2 separate regions of the Mus musculus genome follow, and region 1 is linked to region 2. A link is a contact called in public HiCAR-type data. All regions are on one chromosome and are shown on one strand. The core of a region is the stretch at or near the end of the contact, and the rest is flanking DNA. Distances in the headings are between cores, read along the strand shown.

Region 1 (3,619 bases), core at 941-3,440, 210 kb before region 2:
GTATCAATTTTTTTTTGTTTTTTTTCCCAAACTTTCATTTATTGATTTTTTTTAGGTTAGTGTTCACGGTAATGGGGTTCAGCGAAGAACTGTCAGGCACTGTTCTCCTTCACTCCTCTCCCTGTGTTTTCTCATTCATCTTTTCCCTCTCTGATGGGTTTTTGTTTGTCCCCCAGTCAATTCTCTGCTGTTTGCAGATGGTATGTAATCTGTTACCCTATTGACCACCTTTTTATGATTCCCCATTCTAGTTTCATAACCTGACTCCCCCCCCCACACACACACACACAATATTTGTCTTTCTAAATCTGGCTGATTTCACTTGATATACTGAGGTCCATTTGTATCCATTTCCACATACACCATGATTTTGGTACTCTTTACAGTTGTATCAAATTCCATTGTATGTATGTAACTGGACTTTTGCCTATTTTACGGGTTCCTATTTCTACCACCCTTCCCCATCCTTATTCCTTCCAACCCTCCCAACACTATGTAGGAAAAAAAGGCTAGAGGGGGAAAGAGGTATCAATATCATTAGATAATTTCCTGCTAATTAGGGGCATCAAGTTCTTGGGGACAGTTTTGATTTTCATTGTCAGGATATTTCCAACCAGCTACCAGCAGCCAGCAGCCAGCAACCAGCAACCAGCAACCAGCAACCAGCAACCAGCAACCAGCAACCAGCAACCAGCAACCAGCAGCCAACCAGCAGCCAACCAGCAACCAGCAGCCAACCAGAAACCAGCAACCAGCAGCCAACTAGAAACCAGCAACCAGCAACCAACCAGCAACCAGCAACCAGTGACCAACAGCTCAACAGATGAGCCAAAGAAGTAGACAGGTGGTAGAAGATGAAGCACAACGATCAAAGGATATAGAAAAAAAATGTTCAATTTCACTAACCATCAGAGAAATACCAAGAAACACTATAGTGAGAAATTTCTCACCCTAATCAGAATGGCAGTGACTAGGAAAACTAGTAATAACAAATGCTGGTGAGGATGCTGACAGAAATGAACACTTGTACCCTACTGGGGTGAATATAAATTCATCCAACCACTATAGAACTCAATATTGCTCCTTGCAGAAAAACAAAAACTATACCCAGAGTCTGACCTAGCTATACTACTCCTGGGTACTTACTTGAACAATGAAGAATTAACCTATCACAGATGGACACATAGCATTTACTGCAGCTCTGTTCACAATGCTTAGTTATAGAGACAACACAGGCATTCATCAGCAGAGGAGTAAGGAAGGAACTGTGATATATAGATGTGCAAAGGATCTTTATGGTGAGCCATAAAGAAGAATGAAGTTATATTTTGGGGAGGAATATAGACACAATTGTAAATAACTGTTAAATGACATAAGCCAGCCTTAGATATGGGAGCATCACATGCTGCCTCACGTTTATGATTCCTAGATTATTTGTGTATGTGTATATGCATATATATATGTATATATATATATATATATGTATACACATATACATATATATATAATCACATATGTGTACATATACAACATGAAAGTAGATGATAAAGTATCTACAGGGGAAGAGGACTAAAGAGGTGGAAGGGTGAAAAGGGAGTTTGAGAGGGAATATGCTCAAAGTACATTATATGAAAATGCCCTCATGATCTCACAGCTTTTGTATGCTTTAAAATTTGCCACATCATCTCATCCCTTCATCAACACCATCAATAAAAGTGAAGGTCTGATTATTACCCATGTCATTTCTTTTATCCACTAAAGAGTCGTTTTTGCATGGGCGGTATGAAAAGTTTTCCATCTCCCCAGATCCCTTAGAAAATGCTTTTGGAGAGGAATCAAATCAGAGAGCAGCGCAGAGAGCTTGCTGTTGGAAGGGATAATGAAAGCAAAGGCCATTAGGTTGTTTACATTCTTGATGTCCCAGGCCCACTGACCATTCATCACTACAAGAAGTTCCCGTCAGCCTTTGCATCATGAACTGTGTTCCCTTGCTGTAGACCCATGGGAGCACACGTTGGCCCAGTGTCCCTGAGGTGATGCTGACGCACAGCTTTGCGAGGGGAGGCTATGGGCGCAGGGCCTAGTGATGTCACCAAGGAATCTCAGCGCTTGGATGGCTGACAGTGGTTTCGTTTGCCAGATACGCGCTGGAAGCCTGAAGGGAATTCTGCCGCCAGAAAGCACGTCTAGAGTAGGTCAAATCCAACGCCCGCACTAGACTCAGCACGGCGATCTCCTCAACACTCAACCCCTGACCCCCCATAATTGTTGTGGACACTAAAGAAAGTTTGCTAAGTGTGGAAGGGATGTCCTGAACAGTAGTAGCAAAACCTCTCTTAGCAGATGGAATGACAATCATTCTCCAATAAGAGGCAACGCACACCTTGCAAAACATCTGACCAGGGGCTTTTCTTCCAACCCTGACTTCCTGAAGTCTGAATGTTCACCGAGTGGAAACTCTAGGGGGAGCTATTTTGTTTGTAATGTGGCCTGTGATCTGTCTTTTCAAGTAAGCAAGATGCTTTAAAATTTCAGGTTCTTCTTAAAGAAAACTTACTTATGACACACTTATAGGGAAAGCCCTACCCATCATGTTGGAAACTTCATCGGTGTAAAAACTAGGAAATCGTGCATGTGTTCTCGGGAACATCAAGTGGTATGTGGGTATTCCAAGAGCAAGGAAAGAAACTCAGGCTTGAAAAATAAGCAAATCTGGACCTGGATTTCAGCTCAGTAGTAGCTATATGACTGTAATATCTGGGGATGAAATGCTTAGTTTCACAAGAGCTTAGTTGTTGAACATTTAGTTCCCAGTTGGTGGAGCTATGGGGGGGGGGGGGAGTTCTGGAATCTTTAGAATACAGGCCCAGTTGGAGGTAGTATATCATCACTGGGGCAGGTTCTTGGGGTATCTTGTCCCTGCCCCTTTCCTGTCTCCCTCTTTCTGTTTCCCATCCAAAATGAGGCAAAGAAACACTTCTACCACATGTTCACATGACCATGATATGCTCCTACGTGTGGAGGTCCAAAGGATTGTCCTTTGATCCCTGTGACACTGTGAGTCAAAGTGAATTCTTCTTCCCTTAATTTTTTTATGTGACTTATTTTGAATACTGTAATGAAAAACTAACTAATGTGCCAGGGGAGGCACTGGGCAATTGGCTTCATAACATGGGAATAGAAGCCTGCATTCTCCACGGCTCTTATTTGGATTTAATTTGACACCTGAGAACTGACGAATTGTACGTGCTCAAAAGCTATTTCCACTCCCCACTATTTCTTTGGACTACGAGATAATACACCCACTGACATTCCTGTGTGGATTTTGCCCCAGTAATTACCTTCGTGCTTTTTACATGGACAATTAGGCACACAAAAGAGGGCACATACTCCATGGCAGTGCCGGGAGTCCCCTCCCCCATCCCTATCACGGATAGGGAGGCTGCAGGATGGAGCTTCCAGAGAACAGTGCTTGATACTGCTGGGAAATGCATTTGTGCCCCGAGCACAGGTCAGGGAGAAAATAATGACAGGATGACATTTGCTTCTGCGGAGAGGTCTGGGCAGTGATTTGTTCCTGAACAAAAAGCATCTATTTCCTGGCATGCCAAGGACCTGG
Region 2 (4,047 bases), core at 1,335-3,834:
TTACATGTGTGTGAGGGGGTAGTTTACAGAAAGGGTTACATCAGAAACCACTCACTGCCCATGTCAAGCTGGGTTGAGCCCTGCATGTCTTCTGCGGATGGGCATTTCCTCCTCAGTGCCAATGATCAGATCAATGGTGCTTCTTAAACTGTCTAGGAATCCAAAGCAGGATTGACAGGAAGTGCCTTCCTTTTCTTTTCATTCAGTCAAGTAGAATAGCCATCGGCTTCCTGTAAGGCAGCAACATTAGTAAATAGCTCAATAGCATCAAATATTCCGGTCATCATTCCTGGTTTGAAAAGCATCCTTGGAATCTCAATATTATCTCTTCTAAACGGAAAGGAACATGACTCACTGGTATTTCTCTCATCTTGGAACGTGGACTCCTTTGTGAATCTGCAGAAGTAATGCTGTAGTTTCTCGTCCCTGAAAAATACACAAAAATAAAAGACTTCCATTAAGTATTCCTGTCCATAAACCTACTTTTGCCTGTTCAGGTGAGTGGGAACAGACCCAAGACCATGAAGTTGCCTGCCCATATTCCTGTAACTCTGATCTTGGTTGATCTTCAAATTCTTCACTGCTGCCTTTTACAAGAAGTGGTAGGTGTCCCACAGCTACCTGAAGAAATCACATTCAGGTTCTGCTGTGGTTGGTTCATCTTTCCTCACCCAGAAGAAATCTTCCCCATTGGTTTTACCATTGGGAAAGTCTCACGAAATATTGTTTTGCTGGTGCCTTCTGTGAAGTGGCTAGCTTTCAAGTGGTCCTAGCCATACCCAGAATACACAATATTTCTCTGGCATTTTTATGATCAAGCCCATTTCCCTTCTCAGTACTGAAAGCTCATGTATACACACAACATTTAAATCCATTTTCATCTTGACCGTTGTGATCTCCGCATGGCTTTCCTCAAGACAGATATTTCTACTCCACACTATTTATTGTCTTTATGTCAGTTCTATTGGGAGGGTAAGATGGACCAATGGGTAATAACGATTCTTTTTATGAAAATGAGAACCTGAGGCCAAATCTCTGGACTTCACATAAAAGTTAGGATATAGCTACCTATGAGTGCAACCCCAGGCCTGGGGGAAGCCACGACAAGAGGATCTCTGGGGTTTGGTAGCCATCAGCCTAGCTCCGGGTTTGATGAGAGACCCTGTCTTGAAGTAGTAAGATAGGGAGTAATAGCCTACTCCACCCTCTGCACATATATAGCATCCTGTGCACCAGTGTGCCCCTCCCCCCACTATAAAACTAAAAACTCTTAGTACCGTTGCTCAATCAAGTGGTTTCCCTTCAGAAATTACCATAGTTTTATCCATTTTTCGAAGCAGAGATCGCTTCTCCCTGGATTCTCTTTTGATTGCTTACATTAAACTCCCCATCCACTTTTCTTCCTTCCTGATTCTTTTTTTTTTTTTTTTTTTTTTTTTTTGGTTTTTCAAGACAGGGTTTCTCTGTATAGCCCTGGCTGTCCTGGAACTCACTTTGTAGAACAGGCTGGCCTCGAACTCAGAAATCCGCCTGCCTCTGCCTCTGCCTCCTGAGTGCTGGGATTAAAGGCGTGTGCCACCACACCCAGTTTCTTCCTGATTCTTAAAGTTGGTGGGGCTCTGTCCATGTAGGTGTTAGTGGTTGATCCTCCTTCCCTTTTCATGCAACCACCACTTAGTACTTCCAAACAGGTTCCTGGTGTGTTATTGACTCTGTCCCACCTCTGGGTGAGCCAGTTTAAATGAAGACTGGTTAAACAGAACAAAAAAAAAAGAGAGAAAGAGAAAAAGAAAAGAAAATACCATTCTTCAAAAGAGCCCAAATTATTGGATGTTTTAGTAATTGACTATTAACAGTAAGCCCCCACACGTGCTGAAAACATGGAGTCTGCCTTTTCTTCCACTGTAGAGAAAACATTAGACAAGTGCCTTTCAGAGAGATAGGAGTGTAGTACTCAGACCAAACCAACCAGGCTCTTTGTGTAAATGCACATTCCAGGAGCCTAAGACACAGAGTATCTTCCATCTAGCTGCTCAGCCCTAAATGCCTCCTGGTTGTAATTAAGTACTTCAAAGTCTTTCACACACCCTTTTAGAAATGACTGCCCCAATACAAAATGATGTCCAATCAGATGTAAATCATCCCACAGCAGGGAGAGAGATAGGCCAGGGAAGCAGTCGTAAATGTAAGGCTTTGGACTAATCAGAAAGTCTGGTCCCCTGATGAGGATTTTCCTTTCTTCTCATTTGTCATTCCAGCCACTGAGGTCTCAAGTGGCCAATTTGCTCCCTATTGGTAATCAGCTAGTTATTTTTACTCTCAGTCCTCCCTCTGGGACTGTCAGAAGACTCAGAGCAATTCATCGCCCATTTGGGCCAAACTCTTCTATGACGGGAAGTGAAGGACGAAAGATATTTTTCTGCAAGAGATAAAATCAAGGAATATTTCATCATTTATATTCAGTTTTTAAACAATGATTTCCCCGATGAGGTAAGTAAAAGAATGACACAACTGGGTAGATGTGGGGGAGAAAAAGAGAGAAAGCTCCAGGCTACGTCCATTATGCAATGGAAATGATCTCTGGCTGGGAAGTTTGTTACTCTGAGATGACTTGTTCTTAGACTGTCTTTACAACTCCCCAAAGAGCATCGTCTTACACTCATTACTTACTTTGGAGGAAGCTGCCTCTATGAAAATTATAAATGCAGAAAGGAGCATATGAAGGCTGTAGGAGACATTAGTGGTTATCCTAAACCACGCTGCCCTGCCACCTGGGAGGAAGGTAGCCTCTGACGGTTATTTGGTCTGAAAGAGGACAGCTACTATGTTACAGAACATCCCTCCTTCATTCGTGCCCCCCCACCTCTCCGTCCGTCCCCCCCCACACACACACACACCAGGACTTCTCACTTACAGCATCTCACTTTAAAGTGCTTCTTGCATTTCCTTTCTTCCTTCCCCCTAGCAGTTGCTGTCTGTCTCTAACAAAATCATTTCCAAACATGTCTTTAGGTGTTCCATTTCTCTGAGTTCACCTTGGGAGCCACGCAAAGGTTGACTCTGCCGCTCACTGCAGCTGATTCTCTGATGTTAGTACATTGTCTAATGAGTGGGCGTCTCTGTTGCTCTCTGCTCAGATTTCCCTCAGCTATTCTAAAAACCCAAATCACAAAGCCTCAGAGCCAACTGTTCCCCATAGCCAGTGGTTCACATTCTCCAAGTCCAGACTCAGCCTTGAGAGAGATGTTAGTATGACACAAATTGGCATTTTCTTGGCATTTCCTTTGCCCATAGCCAGATCTTTATTCCTTGGAAGGAAGCTGAGAGTTGAATAGCCCTTCTAGCTGTTTCCTTACTGACTGAATTTGGGCATCAACACGATCTGAATCTTGAAATGTTTATCTTCCCCTACCAGCCTCGCTGTCTTGAACCCTTTCCTGTGTCTTTACAATTTATAAATGCCATCCTACGTAACTTTACTTTTAGGTGTGCCGATCTATAAGGAGAATGCAAAGAGACAGAGAAAGCACGTTTACACACCCGTATCAAGTGTTCTACCTTTTCATCTGCTAATTCCCTCCATGCACAGCTATTTGCACACTGGGTGATATCACCCAACAGCTGTCTTGGACTGGAAACTGAAATGCCTGTAGATTTCCAGTCTTTTGTCTTACCTACCCAACAATTTGTCTCCTTTCCAAAACACTAAATTAATAAGGGAATGTTTGGCTCCCTTTGCTGAGAACTGAATCCTATAGCTTTAAAGAAAGCATTTCACAACTTCCCTAATGTTTTAGTGTAATTGTCTAATTTAGTCTGTAATTGTCAAATTTAATTCCAGATTTGCTTTCAAGAATCATTAACTGTGATGTCTTACGGGTATGAGCTTTACTACTTAGTGAAAAAGAAAAATAGATTTTTATAAAAGTTTGTTTTCTAATCTGCAGTTTGGAGGACGTGTGTGTGTGTGTGTGTGTGTGTGTGTGTGTGTGTGTGTGTGTATGTGTGGGAGGGTGTGTACATGTGTATGTATGCGTGAGTGAGTGT

Evidence for each region. HiCAR-type assays count read pairs that join an accessible place to other places.
Region 1: a HiCAR-type map of fibro-adipogenic progenitors shows a contact between it and region 2, with 2.3 times the contacts expected there. The contact joins two enhancer-like sites. A contact is called at or near these places in 4 of 484 Hi-C or Micro-C datasets (the HL-1 cell line, embryonic stem cells, nephron progenitors and 1 more) and 2 of 115 datasets of contacts at active chromatin or transcription factors (cardiomyocytes and fibro-adipogenic progenitors).

What each region holds. Positions count from the first base shown.
Region 1 is chr6:93,444,187-93,447,805 of GRCm38.p6, reverse strand. No RefSeq gene overlaps it. Among named protein-coding and RNA genes, the nearest start is that of Gm22312, 64 kb to the left of the region's middle. Within about 2 kb of position 2,190, at least 43 of the 459 cell types and tissues checked have an H3K27ac peak or open chromatin away from gene starts, as enhancers often do. A contact at or near this core is called in fibro-adipogenic progenitors, where this site is marked.
Region 2 is chr6:93,234,353-93,238,399 of GRCm38.p6, reverse strand. Gm38863 (a long non-coding RNA gene) reads right to left here. Exons shown (of 5, transcript XR_869277.2): 4 at 356-426; 5 at 1-230. Among named protein-coding and RNA genes, the nearest start is that of Gm38863, 42 kb to the right of the region's middle. Within about 2 kb of position 2,584, at least 20 of the 459 cell types and tissues checked have an H3K27ac peak or open chromatin away from gene starts, as enhancers often do. A contact at or near this core is called in fibro-adipogenic progenitors, where this site is marked.